Regions from separate parts of the Mus musculus genome. Here regions 1, 2, 4, 5, 6 and 7 are each linked to region 3. The links are chromatin contacts, called in public promoter capture Hi-C maps. All regions are on one chromosome and are shown on one strand. Each heading gives the region's core, a stretch centred on a gene start, on an enhancer-like site or on the middle of the called end of the contact. The rest is flanking DNA. Distances are from core to core; before and after follow the strand shown. Region 1 holds the start of Ticrr (TOPBP1-interacting checkpoint and replication regulator). Region 2 holds the start of Kif7 (kinesin family member 7). Region 3 holds the start of 2900076A07Rik (RIKEN cDNA 2900076A07 gene). Region 4 holds the start of Mesp1 (mesoderm posterior 1). Region 5 holds the start of Anpep (alanyl (membrane) aminopeptidase). Region 6 holds the start of Mesp2 (mesoderm posterior 2). Region 7 holds the start of Plin1 (perilipin 1).

Region 1 (3,065 bases), core at 48-2,547, 1.9 Mb after region 3:
TTTGGAGATGGGGCCTCTCTGCATAGACCTGGATGGAGGCTAGAACTAGAGAGAGACCTGCCTCTCTGCCTCCTGAGGGCTGGGGCGTCATCAGGCCGGGCCAACAACAAAGGTTAAGAGAGGTTTCTACTGCCTCAGAGGGAGAGGATTAGAGGTCCAGGAAGACACAGCAGCACTAGACAAAACAAGCGGCCAAGTCCTGTAGCCTGGCTGAACCAGGCTTCCACCATGCTGGAATACAAGTGCTGTGTAGCAAAACTAAGGACGCAAAAGCACCCAGGTACCAAAGCGCAGAGGCTCTTCCACACTCGGATTTAATAGGTACCCAGAATCTACCCATTTTGTTGGAGGAACGCTGTCCTTTGCGACCCGCAAGGGTTTCCCTCGGAAGGCACACGGGGTTCATTCTGGGTCTGTGGCACTTTACGGAGCCTGACAAGTTCAGCTGTCGGGGAGTTGCGGACCGGATCCAGACTGCTTCTCACCTTACCTTAGATCGCTCGGTGGTGTCCACCCAGTACAAGGTGATATTTCGGGCGATCATAACCTCTTGGACTCTCTTGGGCAACACCTTCTCCATCACCTGCTTGGGGGTGAGCGGCACGCGTTGAGCCTGTGCCTCGCACCCGGACACGAACTGAAGCAGCTCCCTCTGCGAGTGAGGACAGGGCGCCAGGAGGAAGACGGCGTTCCCAAAGCCCCCGAGCGCGGCCTGGGCCTCCCTGGCCTCGCCGTCGGCGTCCAGCAGCCTCCTGCCGCTACTCCGCAGGATCGGCTTGGTGGGCGACGTGATCTCCGGCCGGTCCCACTGGTAGTCGAGCAGCGTCTCCATCAGGGCACCGTGCGTGTGGGTGGCTCTGGGCGTCGGGCCCGGCAGGTGAGCTCCGGGAGGGCGATCCCCCAGCCTGGCCTCCAGCTCCTCCTCGAAGTCCTCCCAGGAGCGGCTCCCCAGCTCGCGGAAGTCGGACACGCGGGAGGGCCGGCTCCGTGCCCCCTGAGAGTCGAAGAACTTGAAGGTCCAGTGGACCCTGGCAAGGCCGAAGCGGCAGCTCAGGTAAGTGAGGAGCCGGAGGGCGGCGCGTCGGGCCGGGCTATGAGGAGCAGAGACGCCCGCTGTGTCCACCAGCAGCATCACTTTGTGACAGCAGGCCATCTCGGCCGCCACGGGACTCCCTCTGCCCGGCCGCGCGTGGCCCTTCCTGAGGTAAAGCACTCTCTTCAGAGAACCAGCGCCATTGCCCGCTTCTCTGAGGCCCTGCTCCGAAGGCTCCCGCGCTCTCCGACAGCTGCAGCTATTGGAGGAGCTGGTACCCAAACTCGGCTCCTATTGGCTGCAGGCTGAACGTAAGTTACGTAAGCACTTCCCTCTTTAACCCTAACTGGAAGGCGTGTGGAAGACCTCCGCTTGATTGGTGGAGGGTGTGGCGGTGGGCGGGGCGCTGAGTTCCGGGAGAAATGTAGTTCTCATTGGCCTGAGCCTTCGTTTTAAAATTTAAAGAGGCGGTACTTCGGGGGCGTGGCGGTGGGCGCGGAAGCCTTCGTTTGGGCTACTGTGCGCAGATGTGAGTGTGAGTGTGAGTGTGAGTGTGTGAGTGTGAGTGTGTGAGTGTGAGTGTGAGTGAGTGTGTGTGTGTGTGTGTGTGTGTGTGTGTGTGTGTGTGTGTGTGTCTGTACACGCGCGCGCGTACGTGAGTGTGTGTGTCGCCTGCGGAAGGCGGGGCGTGTTTACTAGAACCCTGAAGCCTGGGATGTGCACAGTGAGGGGTTTAGGATGCTTGAGTCAAGTTCACTTTAGACTACTCTTAAGTCTTTTAGCCTATGACGGAGGGCTTAATTTTTTTTTTCTGTAAAAGACGAAAGGAACATTTCATAATCCTCAAACTCGAGGGACGGAGGTAGGAGGATCGCAGGTTCCAAGCCAGCAGGGGCTACTTAGCAAGGCTGGAGCATAGTGGAAGGACCTCGGATACTCTATTGTAAAGGTCTGGAAGGCAGGGAAGTGTTTTCGGGAAGAAAGAGAAGTGACAGAAGAGCAATACGGGTCCTAGGTAGGAAAATGTAATATAAAGATACCTAATCAGACGTCTGCAGAGCACCTGGGGAGGCTGTTTTACAAACTAAGGAGTGAACACACCAGAGAGTACGCAAGCCAGTCCAATGGGTGCAGAAAAAAACACTAGAACGTCCGATTTCCAGCACCCGCCTTCTTACAGCTCATCCATTCAGTAGATTAGTGTTTTCTGAAGTCTTGGTTTTGTTTTACTTGTTTTTGTTGTGTGTTTGTTTTTGTGACTTTCTTTTATATTCCAAATTGGCCTCAAACTGTACCTTGTACTTCTCTGATCATCCTGCCTCCACCTTCCTAGTTCTGGGACTGTAGACATGCCCCTGCACCAAACGCAGTTTATGGGGTATTGGGGATCAAACCCAAGACTTCCTGAATGCTGGACAGTCAAGCACTGAACCAACATCTCCAACACTCATTCGTGTCTTCCTCCTCCCCCCTCCCGCTTTCTTTTTAACTTTATTGTATATGGGGGCAGGGAGGTGTTGCTAGGGATGGAACTCCCAGCCTGGCATGTTGTTAGCAAGTATGCTCCCTCTTGGTCTCATCTCTGGCCAGTGGATTTTTTTTTGTGTGTGTGTGTGTGTATGGGCGTTTTGCACATGTGCATGCCTGTGCTCAGAGATCAGAATAGGGTGTTGGATCCCCTGGAACTGGAGTTGCAGCTGATTGTGAGTCAGCCTTGCATGATGGGAATCGAACCCAGATCTTCTGGAGGTGCAGCAAATGCTTTAATCCACTGAGCCATCTCTTCAGCCCCTCATATGTGTTTCCTATTGGTACCACAGTAAGAGGATTTGGGATTATCTGATTGAGTTTTAACTTAAATGACTTAAAAAAAAAAGGACATGTGGCCTTATGAAAGTAAGTAAGCCACATATTATTAATGTTCCTAATATAATTATAAATCAATATATAAAAATAATGGAGACGACACCATTTCTAGAATGATAGCTTGCCAGCCATATTTTGAAATAAAAAGAACAATCTAATCAAATCT
Region 2 (3,263 bases), core at 430-2,929, 1.8 Mb after region 3:
CCTTATACTCCTATTTGAAAAGTCTAGGATATGGTTGTGGATGGCTCCTCAGTCTGTCATCTCCTGAGGCCCTATAGGGCCATCACCCTGTCGGAGCTTAGCTCAGGGATGAGCAGAGCACGTGACATACAGGAAGTGAAGGAAAGAACCTAGGGACAGATCACTTGATCCCAAGAGCATGCCACACCACGTGGTGATGCTCCCTCACTCCTCTGGGTACTTAGTGTCTGTAGATGACAGATCATACATGTGGGAGAGCAGGCACTGTTGTTGCCCCTGACTCAACCTGCTGGGGATTGTTAGTCTGGAACTCCTGCCCGTGCCCTGCACAAGTTGGGAAACCCATCTGCCCTCCTTTCCTCCAACTCTGCCCTCCCAGAGAAAATGTCTGGCTAACACATCATCACTTTATCACTCTTGGGCTCCCCGTTGCCAGCAACCCACCCAAGAGTGCCCACCCAGGGGCTCAGTTTTTGACCATGTGTGAACATCACCCCAGCTCCTTGCTGGCACTCCTCACCTAAACTCTATAAAAGCCCCTTGCTTTAGCGGATGTGTGACGTCACTGACCTCCACCTGTGAGATCGGTGAACCCACCAGAGATCTGCCTCCTAATAAACCTGCCTGTATCTACTTTTAATCTGGTCTAATCTGGCCTGTATCTGTGTCACCAAGGGAGAGAATATGCCTATCAGGGACCCCCGGCCCCTGCTTATCTTACCAATGAGACACCACATGGCCTCATCATTGGCCTCACTTCAGGCTGTGATTCTACTGTATGGGGCTGAGTGTTTTCTCATATAGATCTGGGAGAACTGGACATTTCTGCAGCCTTTAATTATGCTGCCTCTATAGCAGGCAGTCATCTGAATACATCTATCAAAATTTGTTTTTCTTTAGTGGTGTTTTAAGTGATAAATATGTATTCTGGGATGGTGGTGGTTATTCGTGGTACTTGGGATAAAAAAACAAGACTTCCCTCATGCTAGGCAAATGCCCCACTCTGCCTCTCCCAGTCTGCTTTCCAGATTTTTTATTTTTGTGTTTGTCCAGAGGCTACACCTCTGTAGCCAGGATGGTGCTGATCCCCTGCTGCTCAAGGATTCTGCAGAGTTCTGGGATTATAGGCATGGGCCACTCACCCTGGCTTGGATTCTAGATTTGAATTACAAATTCAACAAAGCATGGTGTTTCCAGTCAAAGAGATGGACAGCCAGCTTTGCCTCTCTGGATGACAAGTGTCCCTTGACAGTGACTCTAAACTGCGATTGAATCTCATAAATCCTAAAATGAGACATAGTTTTAGGAACTAAAACTTCCTAGGGAAGGTGGTTTTGTTGTTGTTACGTTTTGTTTTTAATGAGGATTATGGCTTAACCCTGGGAGCAGAAAGAAAGAAGTGGGTCTATGAGAAGACAGATGTCTGGTGCCGATTTCCCAGTTTTCTAAGACCTGAAGAGAAGCCACTGGCTGCTTCCCTGGGCCCGCCCCCCGGCAGAGGCCCGCCCCTCCCCCATAGGAGGGCCCGCCCAGCCCCGTCTGCGGACCGACTTGGAGGCGCCCTGCCTGCGCCTCCGCCCCCGAGCGCCGGGGCAGGCGGGGTTGCGGGTGAAGGGAGGGATGTTTGGGGGGGCGGGGGTCCCGATGACGGCATCGGAGCGCGCCGGGTCGGGGCGCCGAGCTTGGCTGCGCGTCCCGGGACTGCGCTCGCACTCTGGCAGGTGGGTGTGGGTCCCGAGGGGATGGAGGGCTAGACAGGGCTCACCCGGGAGGCGACTGAGCAGCCCCCCATCTGTGCCCCTCAGCTTACTGCGAGCTCCCTCACTGGGCGGGCCGGGCCAGGAGGAGCAGCCTGCGAGGGTCCACGTTTGTAATCACTTTTGCAAACTTTCCGGGAGGGCCTGTTCCCAGAGGCCGATCGCGCGGGTGGAGTTGTCAGGGCGCCTTTGAGGCTCGGAGCCTTGATTGTGGGGAAGGAGAAGCCGGGACCACACACAGCTCCAGAGTCTACCTGGGGATTGGAGTGCCGCCAGGCACTGTTACCTCTGTGTACCCAGGCTCCAGCACCTAACCAGAACCGAATGAATGAGCGGTTATACAAGCAGAGATGCTAAACAGTAAATACGAAAACAACGAAGTGTAGCGTGGGATACTGCGGTTGAAGAATGTGGTGAGAAAGGAGAAGGCGAGATTGGGGGCGGGAGGGGTCCTCACGGATTGCTAGATAGTATTGTACCCTGTGCTGGGTGCTGATGATAGAGTTCGAAATAGACAAAGAGGGTTCTTGCTTTCCATGGGGAGAGAGACTCTGGCTCTGGCATCCGTGTGGTCAGTGTCTGATGTGGGCAGCACAAAGGGCTGTCTGTAGTGGTGATGGGACAGAGCAGAGCAGCTTCCCTGGCCCTGTGGGGAAGGTGAGCCCAGCCCAAGCGTGGGTGGATGAAGATGGTAACACAGAGGTTGATGGCCTGAGAGGAAAGGCATGGTATTCAGGAGATGGGGAAGGTAGGGAGTGTGTTCTAAGCTTCCTTTATTGTTAGTGGGGTGTAAAAATGAGACTGTCACAACTGTGTTTTTGAAAGATGCTCTAGACTGCGCGGTTGGAGAGGTCGGGGAGACTGAAACTCGGAAAGGGAGCAGGCAGAAGTTATCCCTTCAGGGTGTCAGCAGCATGACTGGTTTTGGCAACAGGATGAGGAGTGTAGCTGATAATCTTGAGAGATACTTAGGAGATAGAACTGGCAGAGTTGGGGGTGGGTGGGTATGGGGGACTTTTGGTATAGCATTGGAAATGTAAATGAGCTAAATACCTAATAAAAAATGGAAAAAAAAAAGAACTGGCAGAGTTTAGTGATAGGAATTTGGTCTTGAAGGATCTTTTGGCTTCTTTGAAGAAGATGGGCAGGTGTCAAGCAGTTTCAGGGAGGAGCAATGGTAGAGACTTAGAAGGGGGAGTGGGACAGCTGGAACACAAAAACCGGAGATATCAAGTGCTGGGGCTTTTTTTATTTTTTATTTTTTGGCCAGGGGAGGATGTCAAGAAAAGTTACTGTGGCTTTATGGTTTTGTGGTTTGTGTCAGTTGGGTGCCCCTTTGGGCAGATGCTCTGAACTTTGACTACCCCTCCGTCAGTCTCCCCAAAGCTATGTGGTCTGGCCCCTGTAGTACAGGCCAGTGGCAAGGGCCTTTTCTTTTCTCTGCAGATTCCGTAGCTGCTGTCCTTCAAGATGGGGCTGGAGGCCCAGAGGCTGCCTGGGGCTGAG
Region 3 (3,167 bases), core at 256-2,755:
CAGACAGACAGAGAGAGACTGATTACAGTGAACTTTACAGCATCTCTCCTCGACTTGTAGGCAACTTACAAATTCTTTATAGTGAATTTCCCATAAAGAGGCTAGGGTAAAGTTCTACAGGTTGCCAGCACAAAGCCATAGTGAGCGCACAAATAAGTATTCCGCTACAAGCTTTCTAGGGGGAGCTCAGATCTTGCTTAAGACCCCCAGGGTTTTCTATGCAATAACAGGCAATAGGTAAGGAAGATTCCCATGTTTGCCTTCTGTTGCTACACAGTACACCGGGAACGGCAGACACGGCAAACTCATCTCCATCGAGAGCAGCACTTCTCAACCTTCCCAATGCTGTGACTTTAATACCCTCATGTTGTGGTGACCCCAACATACAATTATTTTTGTTGCTACTTCATAACTGTAATTTTGCTACTGTTTTGAATTGTAATGTAATGTCTGTATTTCCAGTGGTCTTAGGTGACCCCTTAGGTGAAAGGGTCATTTGATCCCAAAGGGGTTGTGACCCACGGTTGTGACCCACTGATCTACAGGGTCAAACATGTTGATGGCTGACGAATGACTTTCCTTTGGTGGACTCACACCTTATCTAAGCTTTATATATATGTATGTTCGTGTCTTTGTGAGTGAATGACATATGTGTGTGGTGCTCAAGGAGGCCAGAATAGTGTGTTGGACTCCTTGGGTCCTGAGGTACAAGTGATTTGATATAGGTGCTGGGAACCAAACTCAGAGCCTCTGGAAGTGCCACAAATGCTCTTAACTACTAAGCCATCAGGCTAGTATCTAAGTGCACCTCACTACTGTCTTCACTCCTTCAATTTTCCAACCTCCTACCCATCCACGCACACCATCAGAAAGCAATATAAAAACTCCTTTGTACAAGAATTCTATGGGATTTTAGAATCTGTCCTCAACAAACCATGCAACTTTCCACCGCCTCCTTGCTGCCCTTTTCTAACATTAAATGCCTTTGCTGACACATTCAAGAAACTTAAAAATCACCCACTGCGTGTGCATGTGCTCACGGGCGCTAAAATTACTGCAACAGGTGATTCCTCCCTCAGGCAAGAGTCATCGATTCGGAATGCCTGGATTTACAGAGCCAATATTCAACAGCTCTGTGCATGTGAATATGTGTTTGTATGTGTGCATGTATGTACGTACGTATGTGTGTGTGCTTAATTTAACTTCAGTCTGTGTGACCGCGTATTTCTCCTTCCATATCTACCCACCATTCCGTGGGCTAGCAACCCTCTTTGAAAAAGATGGAGAAAAAACAAACACAGAGAAGGAAGATCGATAGCCGGGCAGCTTACCCATCTCTTCTCCCATTCCTGGGACGCCTGCCACGTCAGCCACTTACCTGGACACCATAGTCACCCGCCGCACAAGGTGGCCAAATACTGGGTCAACTTGGCGAGACAAAAGCCGCTAGCATCAGGTGTCAGGCTCTCGGTCATAATTTCTCCCTCCTTCCGGTGGAAAATGAGTCCACTTCCGGCTTCTTAGCCGTAGGGAGGAAGTTCCACGTCAGGCACCGCGCGGCGCGGCTGGGCTTGGCTCTTCCCAGTGCGCATGCTCAGAGCGAGTCCTCTGCTGCTTAGCGTCTAGCTGCGTGGCGTCTGGATCGTGGGAGACTCGGGGGCCGGCTTGTAGCTCCTGGGTGGGTGTGGAGAGCTGCCGCATTGTTTTGAGTATGCTATTCTCTGCTCCCCTGGCAGGCGGCATCCTGGGGACTGAAGTACGCCGTCCCGCCCCTGCGACACTCCTCTGCGTTCTTGTGCTACCCAGCCCTGGCTGTTAAGCTTCTCAGTGTTCTTCATTCTTGCCACCCTGCTTATAGAGAGCAAAGCGTGCACTGCACCTCAGTAACCTTTACTCAGTCGCTCTCTTGACTCCCCCTGGTTGCAAGCCCATGCATATTCATCCAGGAAAGGACCAAGAGCTTCCTAGCCTTGATCATGGGTCTAGGAAGATAAGTAAAATCACTTTTGGATAAATTTCCTGAGGATAGACCTCAAATGTTGAGAGACTAAAACAAAAGACATTTGACATTTGCGCCTTGGTAGAGGTAGGCTTCCTCTGTCATTTTGAATATGATATCTTTGCCTTACTTAGTTTCTGGTGATCGCTAAAAATCCTGTGTGTGCTTTGACTTGAGGCAGCATGGCCCTACTCTGTTGTCAAACTTTGTTCTCCTTATTTCTGCTTATTGCTGTGTTTTACAAGGACATCCATCCTGTTGGATTAAAAAGCCCAGCTTATTCCAGTTCACATTGTGAGGCTGCAGAAAAGACTTAAGATTTCAGGGGCGGCAATTACTGAGCACCCTAGTAAGCTGCCAGAGTTCTCCAGGAATGTGCAAACCAAATGCTAAAGTAAACTAAAAGTAAGCAGGTTTAGAACAATGAGTTCAGAGTTCATTTGGATGCTGCGAGTTTGAGGTCAGAATTTGAAGCAAAAAGAACAAAATAAGAAACATAGGTGTAATGAAAGGACCTTACATGCAGTCCAAACATACAAGGCTTTTGGATTTAATATACAAAATCAGGAGCAAAAATGTTACCTTGTTTATCAGCTTGAGCCAAATCTACTTCATTTCTCTTACTCATTTAAGATGTAACTTTTCTGGGCATGGTAGCACACTACTTTAATACCAGCCTTCAGGGTTCAACACCAGACTGGTCTACGTGGAGAGTTCCAAGCCAGCCAGAGCTATACAGTGAGAAGCAGAAAGGAGAAGGAGGAGGAAGGAAGGAAGGACGGACAGAGAGCCAGGGCTACAGAGTGAGACCATTACACTCACTTTCTAGGCTTGGCCTGTGCTTTTCTCACCCTGGCATAGGTACACACGGGCATAGGCACACACTGGGCATAGGCACACACTGGGCACAGGCACACACTGGCTCCTTTGCCTGGTACAGGGCATCAAGTTGCACATACTTTACTTGCCTGATTTGCTGTCATGGATGCTGTATTTTATTTATTTATTTATTTATTTATTTATTTATTTATTTATTGTATATGAGTATGAGTACATGGTAGCTGTCTTCAGACACACCAGAAGAGGGCATCAGAGCCCATTACAGAGCAGTCAGTGCTCTTAACCACTGAGCCATCTCTCCACCCCAACGAACACTGTATTTTAACAT
Region 4 (3,277 bases), core at 58-2,557, 1.7 Mb after region 3:
TGCTTTAATCTCTCAATTTGTATTTATTTCTCTTTATTTTTCCAACCTAGTCCCTTCATTCAGTACAACACTGAACAGGTATGGTAAGAGCAGGCATCCTCAACAGCCAGGCTCACAACTGCAGTAAGCTGAGGCAGCAGGATCAGGAGCTAAAGGCCAGCTGGGTTAGAGTAAGTTTGAGGCTAGCCTGGGCTACATGAGACCATGTTTCAAGATGTGGGAGGAAGAACACTGGAGAGACGGCTCAGCAGTTAAGAAGAGCACATGTTGCTCTTGAAGAACCCAAGGTTCTGTTCCCAGAAGCCACCTCAGGCAGCTTACAATTGCCTGCAAGGCCCGATCCTAAGGAACGTGACACCTCTGGCCTGTGTGGGGGCACCAGCACACACACACACACACACACACACACACACACACACACACACACATCTTTAAAAAATAAAAGGCAGCCTATGAACCTAACAGGTAGCATCCTATGAAATAGATTATAAAACTGCCATTGGGACAGATGAAGGTTTCTGCTTTTCAGGGTTTTTGGGTTTTGTTTTGTTTTGTTTTGTTTTTTCCAACACAGGATCTTATGTAGCCCATGTTAACCTGGGCCATATACAGCTAGGCCTGGCCTTGAACTCCTGACCCTCCTGCCTTCACCTCCCAAGTGTGCCACCAGCTCAAGGAGTTGAGTTTTGTCAAAGGACTTTTTACTCACTGTAGCTGACCAAAGCAGCAGAGCTCCAGTCATGGGAGGGCTGGGAAGGGGACCAAGCTCCCCATCTTGCCAAGACTAGAAGTGACTTGTAGTGTGGGGAGGCAGGCTCACCTCTCCCCCTGCCCGGACACCCCAGCAACCTCACAGGTCGGTCGGGATGGTTTCTTCAATGTGCCTCCCATAGCCTGGACATCAGGGAGGACTACAGGCCACATCCAAGCCTCTGGGAAGGACTGAACTAGAGTTCTCTCCGTGTCTAGAGGTCCCTAGTCCACAGTTGGCCAATGCAATCCCGAAGTCTCTTGTTATACAATTTGTAAATTAAAGTGATGGAAAAAAATGGCGTAGGGTCCCTAATAAATGAAGGTGTACCCTAAGCCTAGGAGCTAGACTTCAGTTCTCTGAGCATGGTTCTTTCAACTGGCAGTCCTGGCCATAGGTGCCTGACTTACTGAGGCCCCAAATATGGTCCAGGTGGAGCAGACTGGACTAAGGGGTCCTGCACCTCAGAGCCCCTGCTATGGTTCAAAGGGTTCAGGCCCTGCCCCCCTCCTGGCTCGAGCCGGCTTTGATATGCTGATGAATTCTGGAAGGGGCCCGCTTCACACCTAGGGCTCAGGATAAAGCTACAGCGGACCCAATGGTCAGGCCTCCGCTGCCATGGCCCAGCCCCTGTGCGAGCCGCGCTCCGAGTCCTGGATCCTGAGTCCCGCTGGTCGGCAGCCACCGATGCCTTCCGATGGGAACAGCGTCTGCTCCCCAGCCTGGTCCTCGGACCCGTGGGACGGTGCCCAGGCCAGCAGCCCTGCACCACCCTGCGCCCGCCCGGCCCGGCGTGCTGGGACCCCGGGTAGGCGCGGGACGCACGGTAGCCGCCTGGGTAGCGGACAGCGGCAGAGCGCCAGCGAGCGGGAGAAGCTACGTATGCGCACACTCGCCCGCGCGCTGCACGAGCTGCGCCGCTTCTTGCCGCCATCCGTGGCACCAACCGGCCAGAACCTGACCAAGATCGAGACGCTGCGCCTGGCCATCCGCTACATTGGCCACCTGTCGGCTGTGCTGGGACTCAGCGAGGACAACCTCCGGCGACAGCGGCACGCGGTGTCACCTCGAGGCTGCCCGCTGTGCCCCGACAGCGACCTGGCGCAGTCGCAGTCGCTCGGTCCCCGTTTAAGCCCGGCCGTCTGCAGCGGGGTGTCGTGGGGATCCCCGCCTGCCTACCCTAGACCCCGAGTCGCCGCAGAATCGTGGGACCCATCGTTCCTGTACGCAGAAACAGCATCCCAGGAAAGGCAGGAAATGGAGCCCAGTCCCTCATCTCCGGTTAGTAACCCCTTCCCCCACACTGTCGAGGTGGCGCCCCCTACTGTTGGTGCGCGACGCACAGCCCCACGTCGCGGACCAGCCTCTCTGCTGCACTCAGGATCTCCCTTGGGCGCATCCCCGTGTGCCCTGGGTGTCCGAACAGGGTGGGAGTTGGACAGGCAGGGATTAAGGACGCTTTGCTTGCTCGCTTAACCTTGAGCGTGGAGCGGATGAGCGCGGACCTGACCCTGGGGCAGGTGTTGATTGTGGCGCTGTTCACTCTTCCTGCAGCTCTTCAGCAGCGACATGCTGGCTCTTCTAGAAACCTGGACGCCGCCGCAGGAGTGGCCGCCTGCCTGAAGAGTGGAGGGGACAATGCAACGGATGATTGTCACCCTGTCTGAGCACAGACACTTTTCCTTTGGTCTTGGCACCTTCGGAGGGAGTAGATCCTGGAAGAGGCGGCAGTGATACCAACATGGGCATCCCGGGGTGGGAGCTGGCCCTCATCCAGACTGTACCATTCCAACCCTCCTTGGAAGGAGGCGCCCAATAGGGTACACGCTCTAAAGATGAAGCAGGCACAAGCTTTGCCTGGTGTGTATTTATTTATTTGTGAATAAACCGATTGTGCTAGTGTCATTTGGAGGGTTTATTTTTCTTTCTTCCTTATTTGGGGGTGTGTGGGAGGGGGAACCTCACACTGTACGGCCCAGGCTGGCCCAAACTCATGGTGGCACGAGCCCCCATTGCCCCATGCTCCCATACCCTGCTGGAAGTTCTGCTATGTGTCAGGGAAAGCTGACATGGGATTGTGGAGGAGGAGTCTTGTAATCTCCAGCCTGGAAACACAAAGGCCTTCTACCCTCCTTCCTGGTCAACATCTATGCTGCATGGGTCAGTCTGAAAGGGTGGGGTAGGGTGAAACGGAGTGGGGAGCTTCCTGAGAGAAGGTGACAGGAAGTAGTTCCTCTTTTTTAAATGTAGGGAGGGACTGGATAAAACCAGAAAACACAACTCCTTTAGTGTTTTTGTACCTTGGTTACCTTTGCATATATTTCACAGACACATAAAGGACAAGACTCTGAGCCATGTAAGGCTTGGGCATTGCCATGCTCAGCGGTGGGAGGGAGCAGAACGGCGTGTCTGCTCTTCTGGGCAGCTGAGCCACATCTGGGACACCGTCCCCACACCAGGGCACCATCTCCCTGGCTAGAGCTTCCCATCTTCATGTGGCTTGGAGGCCTGGCTAGGATTCGATGA
Region 5 (3,112 bases), core at 447-2,946, 1.7 Mb after region 3:
GAAATCTGAAATTGACTCTCAGAGCTCTCCGGGGCCCACTGACTCTTATTTTGCAGGCAACTCACAACTCTAGGAAAGCTGCAATCCAGCAGAACAGTTAGAATTGCCTCATGGCTTTGCCTAAAGGCACCCTGGCCCAGCCATCTGATCCCAAAAGAAGGGACAGTTTGAGAAGAAAACAAGGCTAGTCTGGGACAAGGTGTGACTCAGTAGGAGGGCAATCGCATAGCAACCCCCTGGCCATGAGGTAGGGCAAGAGTAGAGCTAAGCTGTCTAGCAATGGAGAGGATGGGAATGTAGAGAGGACATCATTTACGATGCCTCTAAACCGGAGTTCCTACAGGTAAGTAGAGGTATGGGGTTCGACAGCTCAGGGTCTCCCTTGGAACAGGGAGATCACCTTGAATTATATGGGTGCATCGCATGGGAGAAGCCAGTCAGTATCAGAATGACAAAGCCGAGAGTTGAAGCACCGGTCACTCCTCGCTCCAAAGGTGGCCTCAAGCCAAGGAATGTGGGTGCCTCTAGCCATCGGAAAAGACAAAGATGCTCTCTCTTAGAGCTTCCAGAAGGGAAGCTTCCCACGGACACCCCGAGTTTCAGTACAGTGAGTCTGATTTATAAACAGTATGAGAATAAGCATGTGTCTTTTAAAGTTTGTGTTATTATAGCAGCAATAGGAAACTAATAGAAATGGTACCCTGAATTGCCAATAAAAAAGATGCCCAGGGAGGGAGTGCCCTGGAACACACAGTATCTCGAAGCGGAATGGGGACAAGAAGCATAAACTCCTGGATGCAATCCTTTATTTGCTAGAGGCTTCTAATAACTTTGACTTCTTGAAGACAGCCTAGGTGTCAAGAGTTAGCCAGAGCTTGGCCTGGAGAGGCTGAAGTCAAGGTCAGTCTGGGCTACAGTGAGTTCAAGGTCAGCCTGGATGATTCAGTGAGCCCTTTCCTTTAAAAAGAAATAAAAGAAAAAAGAAAAGGGCTGAGGATGTAGCTCACGGCTGAGCACTTATCTAGTACGCATGAGGCACTGGACTTAAACCACAGTACTAGAAGAAAATAAGGGAGGGAGGGAGAGAGGGAGAGAGGGAGGAAGGGGAGAAAGAGAAAGGAAGAAAAAGTTAGAATTGGTGGATGATCCAGGCTCATGGAAAAAGTGTAGCAGTGAAGCAGGATTGTTGCTAGTTTGAGCTTGGCCTGGACTACATAATAAGTTCGGAGGAAGAGGAGGAGGAGGAGGAGGAGGAGGAGGAGGAGGAGGAGGAGGAGGAGGAGGAGGAGGAGGAGGAAGAAGAAGAAGAAGAAGAAGAAGAAGAAGAAGAAGAAGAAGAAGAAGAAGAAGAAGAAGAAGAAGAAGAAGGAAGAAGAAGAAGAAAAGATAATCAGATTAAGTTCTGTGGAAAGCCTCCAGAACTGTGGGGATTATCCTGTAAACTTTTGAGGCTGTGAGCCCCTCCCTCCAGCTGCAGATGTCTCCCAGATGTGGTGGGCGAGACACTGGGACAGCGGCGGCGCGAAGTGTGGGTGGGTGAGGGCGAGAGGTCTGGGTCTGGCGCGCTGGGGGCCAGGGGCCGCACCGTCGGGGGAGCGGCTGTTTGCGTGCAGGCGGGGAGGAGCGCGGGCGGAGCCGGGTGGGGGGGGGCGGGTGTAGTTCGGGCGGAGCGGTGGTGGGCTCGGGTTACTTCCCTTTAACCCGCCAGAGCAGGCGGGCGGAGGCGAGGCAGGAGCAGCTCGGAGAAGCGTGCAGTCCTAGGCAAGTGTGGGAAGGCAGCCATGGGCTGCGGAAGTTTGGGGACACCGGGTGTGGGGCTTGGCATCTGGGGTGCGGGAGCCAACTGAAGCTTCTGCCCCTACTCAGATGGGTAAACTGAGGTCCGGGAGCTGCCGAAGCTGTTGGAGTGAGTCCCCGAGGGTGCCAGCGGCTCTTGGCCTCCAGGTGTCTGCAGGGCTCCGAGGGAAGCTCCGGCCTTGGTGACAGAAGATGGCCAGGCCTGGAGAAAAAGGGGTGGCTGGAGCCCAGGAACGGTAGCTGGAGTCTGGTGGCCAGACTCAAGGGTTAGAGGGCGGGTGGTGAGGGACACATAGAGGACGGAGCCAGAGATGAGAGGATACAGAATGGCTGAAGTATAGAGGACTAGGGATGGCGCGAGTGGAACAGAAGGTGCACGCTGACCCCTGGAAGTCACGGAGCAAAGACACATGTTTCTGCTCTACAGTCCCAGTCGGGTTAGAGCGGCGGCCCTGGCCCTGTGCCCCAGCCTCTGTGAGGAGACGGGAACTAGACTTTATCCTAGACCCTCGGTTGCTGTGCTCGTCCCATGCATAGATAGGCATGCCTCCTGGATGCGCACCAGGATTCTGCTGCGGTGGCCTCCAGAGAGCAGAGCTGGTGGCAACCCAAGCTTTTTCAGCAGAGGGGTCTTTCCAAATAGACTACCTCCAATAAGGCAGGCTGCCTGCCCTGGAGAGTCTGGGCTTTGGTGACTTAAAACCCAATCCTGCTCTGAGGATACCAGTGACATGTGCTGTTGGGAGATTTCAGGGCACTTCTGTGACTGATGGATCTGAGGTCTAGGGATGTCAGGACCTTGGCCAGTTTATTTGTGAAAGTAGAACTTGGAGCAGGTGGCCTCCCACCTCTGTCAGCGTGGGTGGCTAGTAAGAAGGAGGTGGCCCGGCACCAAACAGGAAGACTGGCCACAATTCCCCATGGGGAAGGGAGCTTTTCCTACATGTGACAGGCCAGGTACAGGAACTAGGACTGTGGCTACGGTGGATTGTGGAATACCTGAGCAATGAGCTGTATAGCTTAGGTTGGCTTGGATCTCTAGGCAATCCTCCTGCCTCAGCCTCTGGATTTGATTATGGTACTCTCCCCCAACTCCACAGGATTTGAACCTAGGGTCACATGCATACCCTGCAGAGTTCCTGAGGGGGCCGCTGCAAGGTGCTCGCCCTTCAGCCCAGAATCCCAGCAGGCTGGTAGCCACTCACCTCAGGCTGAGGGATCCTATAGATTATACCTATGAGGGCAGGGCAAGGCCTCTGCAGAACTGTGTTTGTAGCAGTTTCTGCTGACCCCCGTCTTATGAGTATCACTTCTC
Region 6 (3,194 bases), core at 91-2,590, 1.7 Mb after region 3:
TACTGAACTTAGAATTTCCAGCTAGTGAAGGCCCTCGCCTTCCACCCTGGCCTCTGTGTAAATCCGAGGGCCATCCTCTCTTCACCAAGCTGTGGTGACTGTTGCACAGCAAAGGTGGCAATTATGGCAGTGGCTATAACTTCCCGGGGCCTCATCTCTTCTCCTACAGGTGTAAATAAGGCTATTTCCATCTATCCCTTCATTGGATAACCTGGGACCTGATGAGTAGGAGACCCTGTACAAACGAGAGACCGTCCACTTTAGTTCCAAATGAAGCCATGAAAATGGCAGGGGTCCTAGGACCTACCTGATACACTTTAGTCAGCTCTGCAGGTTCAGTGGATTGTGTCCAGTGTCCAGTCTTGTTCCTAGGCTCTGGGGACATCTGCATGCCAGGACATGCTTGAGGTGGTGCCCAGGGAGAGGAGTCAGCGGCTCTTTCTAGGGACTGGTGTAAGGGTGACTGTATTTGGGGACAATAAGGAGGTGTCACCCAGGGATCCACGTTGGAGATCCTGTTCCCAAGGTTTTCAGGTGAGATCAGAGGTCCAGGACAAGCAGGCGGGCACCCCCAGGACACCCCACTACTCATGGCTGATCCCAGGCTAGGACCAAGCATCTGAGCCTGTGAGGGGCTGCCACCGTCGGGGCATTGAGGGCATCGGTGAGAGAACGCCGCGTCCGCACTCCGTCGGCGCCTGCGCCGCAGACTGTCCTCGCTGAGGCCCAGCAGGGCTGACAGGTGGCCGATGTAGCGGATGGCCAGGCGCAGCGTCTCGATCTTGGTCAGGCTCTGGCCTGCAGGTGCCACCGACGGCGGCAGGAAGCGGCGCAGTTCTTGCAGCGCGCGGGCGAGTGTGCGCATGCGCAGCTTCTCGCGCTCGCTGGCGCTCTGCCGCTGTCCGCCTGCGGGCGCTGGGCGCGTTCGTCGGGGCGCCGTCGCCTGGGTAGTGCGCGTGCTACGGGCCGGGCCGGCGGGCTGCGAGGGCCGACGGGTGGCGTAGCAAGGGCAGGAACCGGACGAATCTGAGGACGAGGCCGGAGACGTGGAGTCCGATTGCTGAGCCCAGCCCCAGCCCTGGGAGAAGACCCAGTGGTCGAGACCCTGGAGGCTCTGAGGAGGAGGCGACTGGGCCATGGCTGGTGTGACTCTGGGAAGCTGGACCGGTCACCTCCAGGTCCTAGCTTTTATCTGGACTAAAGGTGTGAGGTGGTCCCCTGCCAGGTTGCAGAGAGGTGTCAAAACCCACAGAGCCCAGGGAAGGTCTGGGCAGGGGGGCCCTGGGAAAGCGGGCCCATTTGCAGAGGTGTGGATTCTGACCCCTCGAAGGCTCTAATGGAGGCCCCTGCTGCCGGGAAGTGTGGGAGAGACAATTCGCATCTGGATGGAGTTGCTAAGCTTCTCACCGAGCCCCCACCTTCACTCCGCCCTGCTACTGCAGGGTGAATACACCCGAACCCACCACCACGGTAGATGGCTGCTGGGTACCTGGATGTCTATCCCGTGCCTCTGGTTCACTTACAGAGTGGCCACCCTTCATCATTAGCCTTTAATGGGCTATGCCTGTGCTGGTTCCGACCAGCACAGTGGGGCTTCCTCAGGTTCCCCCATTAGCCAATTTGCTGTATACACTTAGAAACTCTCACTGACCACAGTATCTGTACCCACTAAAAATGGAACCCAGCAGCCTGGAGGGTTCCAGGCTGGGAAGTGGAAATGGAAGGAGGTGGATGCCAAAGCCAACTTGAAGCTTTGTGTCACCTTGAAGCCACCTAATTTCTTTGAGCTCATCTCAGTAGGAATTGCTGCACAGAATGACTTCCAGCCCTCCCTGGATTAATCCTGAAATTGCTTGCTATGGGCTTTCATTGTGCCTACACTTTATAAAGAAGGGACTGATACAGGTGTGGTCCATATACCCGTAATTTAGCACTTGGGAGACTGAGGCAGGAGAATTGGAGGGAGGTGAGGTCAACCTGTACCCATCAAGAACTTGTTCCAGAAAAGAAAATCAATCAAACAAATAAACCCAGTACTGCCACCGGTGACCACTCATGGCTATAGTCCAAGCCCTTGGGAGGTAGAGGCCAGAGGATGAGGAGTTCAAGTCCATAGAAAGTTTGAGGCCAGCCTGGGCTACATGAAACCCTGTCTCAAAAAACTAAAACAAATCAAACCCAGGCACTAACATTTCAAAGTGTTTATGGGCACACATTTGCTTATTATATGCAGGGCCCTTAACCTGCCTGAGCTTGTCCTGATTAGCAAAACAGCTAAGTATGGCATCTGCTCCCAGAACTTCTGTGAGAAACAGCTGAGGTAATAAAAGCCAAGGACAGGCTCTCCTGAGCATCAACTGCAACTGAAACAAGGCACCCATACCCTGCATCATCTCCAGGACAGAAAGCTAAGGGTTAAATGAGCTTTTGGCGCAGTCAGGCCTTAGCCACCGAGGCTGAGCAGGTCCAGCTGGGTCTTGAACCAAGAGCATTGTTTCATTAGGGAGAGGGGACACAGAGAACATTTCCAGAAGGGAAAGGCCTGGAGGTGGGAGGGCCAGGCACGTCTGGAACCAGGCTGAGTTGGTTTTACTCTCAAGGCCACGGGGAGCCTCTTTGACTTTTGAGCAGAAGGGTAAAGTAATCTAAAATATCAGTCAAGGTGAGTGTGACAAGAATACTTTAGAGGACTGGAGAGATGGCTCAGTGGTTAAGAGCACTTGTTGCTCTTGCAAAGGACCTGGGTTCAAGTCCCAGCATCCACATGTTGGCTCACAACCATCAGTAACCTCAATTCTAGTGGATCCAACAGGCACATGTGGTGTACGTACATGCATGAGAGCATTTATTATTTATAAATAAATAAATAAATAAATAAAATTTTAAAAAGTTTTCAAGAAACCTCCCAGCACTAGGAAGTCAGAGGTAGGCAAATCTGTGAGCTCGAAGCCAGCCTGGTCTACAGAGCAAGTTTCAGGACAGCTTGGGCTACACAGAGAAACACTGTTTTCTAAAACAAACAAACAAACAAACAAACAAAAAAGTAGTTTTCAAGAATGGACTTCACTGGCACAGCCTGGAGTAAACAGTGCTTTGTAAATGTTATCACTTAAAAAATTAACTTAATTACATAACCAAATAAACATTTCACTGTGAGAGATGGAAACCTGACAGGTCTGTGACTAAAGGCCCTG
Region 7 (2,929 bases), core at 176-2,675, 1.8 Mb after region 3:
TTGGTGACCCTACTCAGTGCCTCTCCATCCTGTTACCCATACTAACAACTTAGTAGACTCAACAACATCAACTCTGGTGAATAGGGACTAACCGTGCTGCCGTCCTCTCGTTCACTGTGATTACGAGGCCCTTTCTAGTTGGTCTAAAGACACAGCTTGGCACCACAGTGCTCCATCAACATTAATCAGAAACTAAAGTTTGAGTTTGGGCTTGAGTTCCTGTTGAGGAAGGAATAGCAACGGATAATTCTTGGCTGTCTGGGTGCTGTTGGTTGGCAAAACCAACCAACCAGCCAACCAGCCAACCAGCAACCAACCAACCAACCAACAACCAACCAACCAAACCAGCTGTCAACACCTTTACTTGTCCAGACATAAGTGAACAAAACCAAATAGTTCTCCTCCTTCTTGTTCTGGTGGCATCTCAGGCTAAGTAAAGTTCCCTCCCTCCCTCCCTCCCTCCCTCCCTCCCTCCCTCCCTCCCTCCCTCTCTCCCTCCCTCCCTCCCTCCCTCCCTCCCTCCCTCCCTCTCTCCCTCCCTCCCTCCCTCCCTCCCTCTCTCTCTCTCCCTCCCTCCCTCTTTCCTTTCCTCAGTACTGAAGATCAAACCAGGGCTTTCCACATGCCAGGTCAGAAAGCACTCTGGCATGGAGCTCCACCCCCAGCCCCTAGCTTTATGAGACACGAGCTTGCTATTTAGCTCAGGCTACCCTCAAACTGTCAATTCCATCTCAGCCTCCTGAGTTCTGGGATTACTGGCACGTGCCACAACAGCCAGCTTCAAAATGTTTTCTTTAACCCTGGGGGTTTACAGAGGATGAGACATCTCCTGCGGAGCCTGGTTACTAAGAGCTCAACTCTTACTGCTCTATCTAGTCTTTTTTTTTTTTTTTTTTTTTTTTTTTTTTTTGCAGGTAATTGATCTTGATAGCTATAGACTAACACATGAAGGTGAACCCTATCCCTGTGTGGGTTTGAATCATGCTGCTCAATAGTCATCCTTGCTAGCAAACAAGAAAGGATGGAATAATGTTTGAATATTGTTCCATAGAAACTTCTCAGGAAAGGGACCAGAGATTATAGGATGACATGTAACTTTGAGTTTAGAAGTTTAATGGCACACATTGCAGTGGCTTCTTTATGGAAAGCAATTTCTGTCCATTGAAAGCCAGAAATATTCTGGAACTTCTCTGGGCTCTGACAAATGAGTCCTTCAGCTCTGAGAACCACCTCTTTATTGCCTAAACATCCCCCATAGAAGTTAGGGTGAGCCCAGGGGACACCCTGGGTCAGACAGCTAAGGCAATGGGCCGGCCCAGCTTTCTCTTCCTCTTTGCCCTCCTCTAGCTGGGAGGTCTGAGAGGCATTGCCCAAGATTCCCTGGAGTGGCTGCAAGTGTTTCTGAGGAGGAGACCTTCCACAGCTGGGCTGTCTGAGACTGAGGTGGCGGTCTGCTGCAGTGAGTGTGGGGTCCTTGGGCGTCTGCCTTACCTAGCTGCTTTCTCGGTGTTACAGGCAAGGAGCTGGGAGAAAGAGCACCTGGGGGAAATGACCAAGGGGTGCAGAGATCTGCAGGGGGACCCCTGAGGAGAAGAATGAGAGACCAGGGGCACAGAGGGACCGGTGGCTTACCCATAAGACAGCTCTCTGAGAGAAGGCTTAACCTTGCTGGCAAGGTGAAGAAAAGACTAAGCTCTACCTAACACTCATTCTTTAGTCTCTTTCAGTCACAGATTTTTTCCTAAACCATTTCTCTCATCTCATTATCTTTATCTAATTGCCTACATTAATTTTTCTTGAGCAATTTAAAAAAACCATCAATTTTGAACAGATTATGCGGAGCTCATTTTGAGCAGACCAGGAAACTTCTTGTGTTGGGACCCCAAGGAACAATCTCTCCTATGTAACATTCGCCCTCCAACCTAGGCCAGCTGTGCTCCCAGATGGCTAGATGGTGGCCTTGAGAGGGAGGGAGGGAGGGAGGGAGGGAGCCTGTGAAAGACAAGCCTGCGGGCTTCTGATAGATCTGGGATTCTGCTTTGCAGCGTGGAGAGTAAGGATGTCAATGAACAAGGGCCCAACCCTGCTGGATGGAGACCTCCCTGTAAGTGACATGGGCTCGTGTGAGGTGGGAAATGGGCCACCAAGGGGGTGGGGGGGTGAGCAGAGAGGAAGAGTCAGGAGACTTCAAGCAAGATGTCTACCTTAGGTTCTGAACTCACTGTCTCTGTCCTTGCCACCTTTCACAGGGGTTTTGGGGGAAGGGGCGAGATAGCTATAGAGGTCTAAGAACCGTGGAGAGAAGGATAGGAATGCCGGCTGGGGCCTCGGGAGAGACAGAGGGAAAGAAGCCACCTGGTCCTAAACCCAGAAGCACAAGCTCACCACCCAGAAGGATGCGCGCGTCCTACAGAGCCCACGCATTCTGTGGCTTTGGCTTCAGCCCCTGATCCTCTTCTGCCGCACACAGCCTGTGCTGCCATGTGCGGGAATGAATTAGGAGTTTAGTCTGTTCGGGGTTTAGCTCTGGCCCAGTTCTCGCCACGATTTTGAGTAATTCTGATACTTTTACGTGTCCTTGACATCTTTTGCCAGGGCCTCTCTGATTTGGACCCAGTTCAGAGAGTGAACTTCAGGCGTATGACCCTGGAGGAGAGGACACTCATTCCAAAGTAGGCTTTAACTAAGCTCTGCACTAAGGGCGACTGTCTTCCTTTGTACTAAGTCATGAGAAAGGGGTCAATGGAGCACAAAAAACGCTAAACCTTCTAACCAACCATTAGTGGCTTCTTCCATTTCCAGACGGTTAAAGAGGGTGTTTCCTCTTGTAGTCAGAATGCCTTTCTCCCTCTGATATCTGACTCACTTGCAGGATGGAAAGCTAAAATCCGTGTGGCCTGCTCTGTCCTGGAGCCCAGGCAGGTCTATT

The links. Promoter capture Hi-C pulls out the DNA fragments that hold promoters and counts their contacts.
Region 1: a contact with region 3 is called in a promoter capture Hi-C map of pre-B cells, with 5 times the contacts expected there. The contact joins the promoter of Ticrr here to the promoter of 2900076A07Rik in region 3. A contact is called at or near these places in 2 of 39 promoter capture datasets (liver and pre-B cells) and 1 of 115 datasets of contacts at active chromatin or transcription factors (thymic regulatory T cells).
Region 2: a contact with region 3 is called in a promoter capture Hi-C map of liver, with 5 times the contacts expected there. The contact joins the promoter of Kif7 here to the promoter of 2900076A07Rik in region 3. A contact is called at or near these places in 2 of 39 promoter capture datasets (both in liver).
Region 4: a contact with region 3 is called in a promoter capture Hi-C map of liver, with 4 times the contacts expected there. The contact joins the promoter of Mesp1 here to the promoter of 2900076A07Rik in region 3. A contact is called at or near these places in 3 of 39 promoter capture datasets (liver and pre-B cells).
Region 5: a promoter capture Hi-C map of liver shows a contact between it and region 3, with 4 times the contacts expected there. The contact joins the promoter of Anpep here to the promoter of 2900076A07Rik in region 3. A contact is called at or near these places in 2 of 39 promoter capture datasets (both in liver).
Region 6: a promoter capture Hi-C map of liver shows a contact between it and region 3, with 7 times the contacts expected there. The contact joins the promoter of Mesp2 here to the promoter of 2900076A07Rik in region 3. A contact is called at or near these places in 3 of 39 promoter capture datasets (liver and pre-B cells) and 1 of 115 datasets of contacts at active chromatin or transcription factors (embryonic stem cells).
Region 7: a contact with region 3 is called in a promoter capture Hi-C map of liver, with 6 times the contacts expected there. The contact joins the promoter of Plin1 here to the promoter of 2900076A07Rik in region 3. A contact is called at or near these places in 6 of 39 promoter capture datasets (hematopoietic stem and progenitor cells, hippocampal neurons, liver and 2 more) and 2 of 9 other capture datasets (adipose tissue and liver).

Annotation. Positions count from the first base shown.
Region 1 is chr7:79,658,428-79,661,492 of GRCm38.p6, reverse strand. It overlaps Ticrr (TOPBP1-interacting checkpoint and replication regulator), which reads right to left and starts at 1,297. Exons shown (of 22, transcript NM_029835.1): 1 at 491-1,297. The coding sequence starts at 1,153.
Region 2 is chr7:79,714,123-79,717,385 of GRCm38.p6, reverse strand. It overlaps Kif7 (kinesin family member 7), which reads left to right and starts at 1,679. Exons shown (of 19, transcript NM_001291222.2): 1 at 1,679-1,721; 2 at 3,204-3,263. The coding sequence starts at 3,228.
Region 3 is chr7:81,521,888-81,525,054 of GRCm38.p6, reverse strand. It overlaps 2900076A07Rik (RIKEN cDNA 2900076A07 gene), which reads right to left and starts at 1,505. Exons shown (of 4, transcript NR_160675.1): 1 at 1,379-1,505.
Region 4 is chr7:79,791,620-79,794,896 of GRCm38.p6, reverse strand. It overlaps Mesp1 (mesoderm posterior 1), which reads left to right and starts at 1,307. Exons shown (of 2, transcript NM_008588.2): 1 at 1,307-2,032; 2 at 2,306-2,656. The coding sequence starts at 1,370. The coding sequence ends at 2,374.
Region 5 is chr7:79,846,794-79,849,905 of GRCm38.p6, reverse strand. Anpep (alanyl (membrane) aminopeptidase) reads left to right here and starts at 1,696. Exons shown (of 21, transcript NM_008486.3): 1 at 1,696-1,761.
Region 6 is chr7:79,808,873-79,812,066 of GRCm38.p6, reverse strand. Mesp2 (mesoderm posterior 2) reads right to left here and starts at 1,340. Exons shown (of 2, transcript NM_008589.2): 1 at 308-1,340. The coding sequence starts at 1,138.
Region 7 is chr7:79,731,272-79,734,200 of GRCm38.p6, reverse strand. It overlaps Plin1 (perilipin 1), which reads left to right and starts at 1,425. Exons shown (of 9, transcript NM_001113471.1): 1 at 1,425-1,459; 2 at 2,046-2,104. The coding sequence starts at 2,060.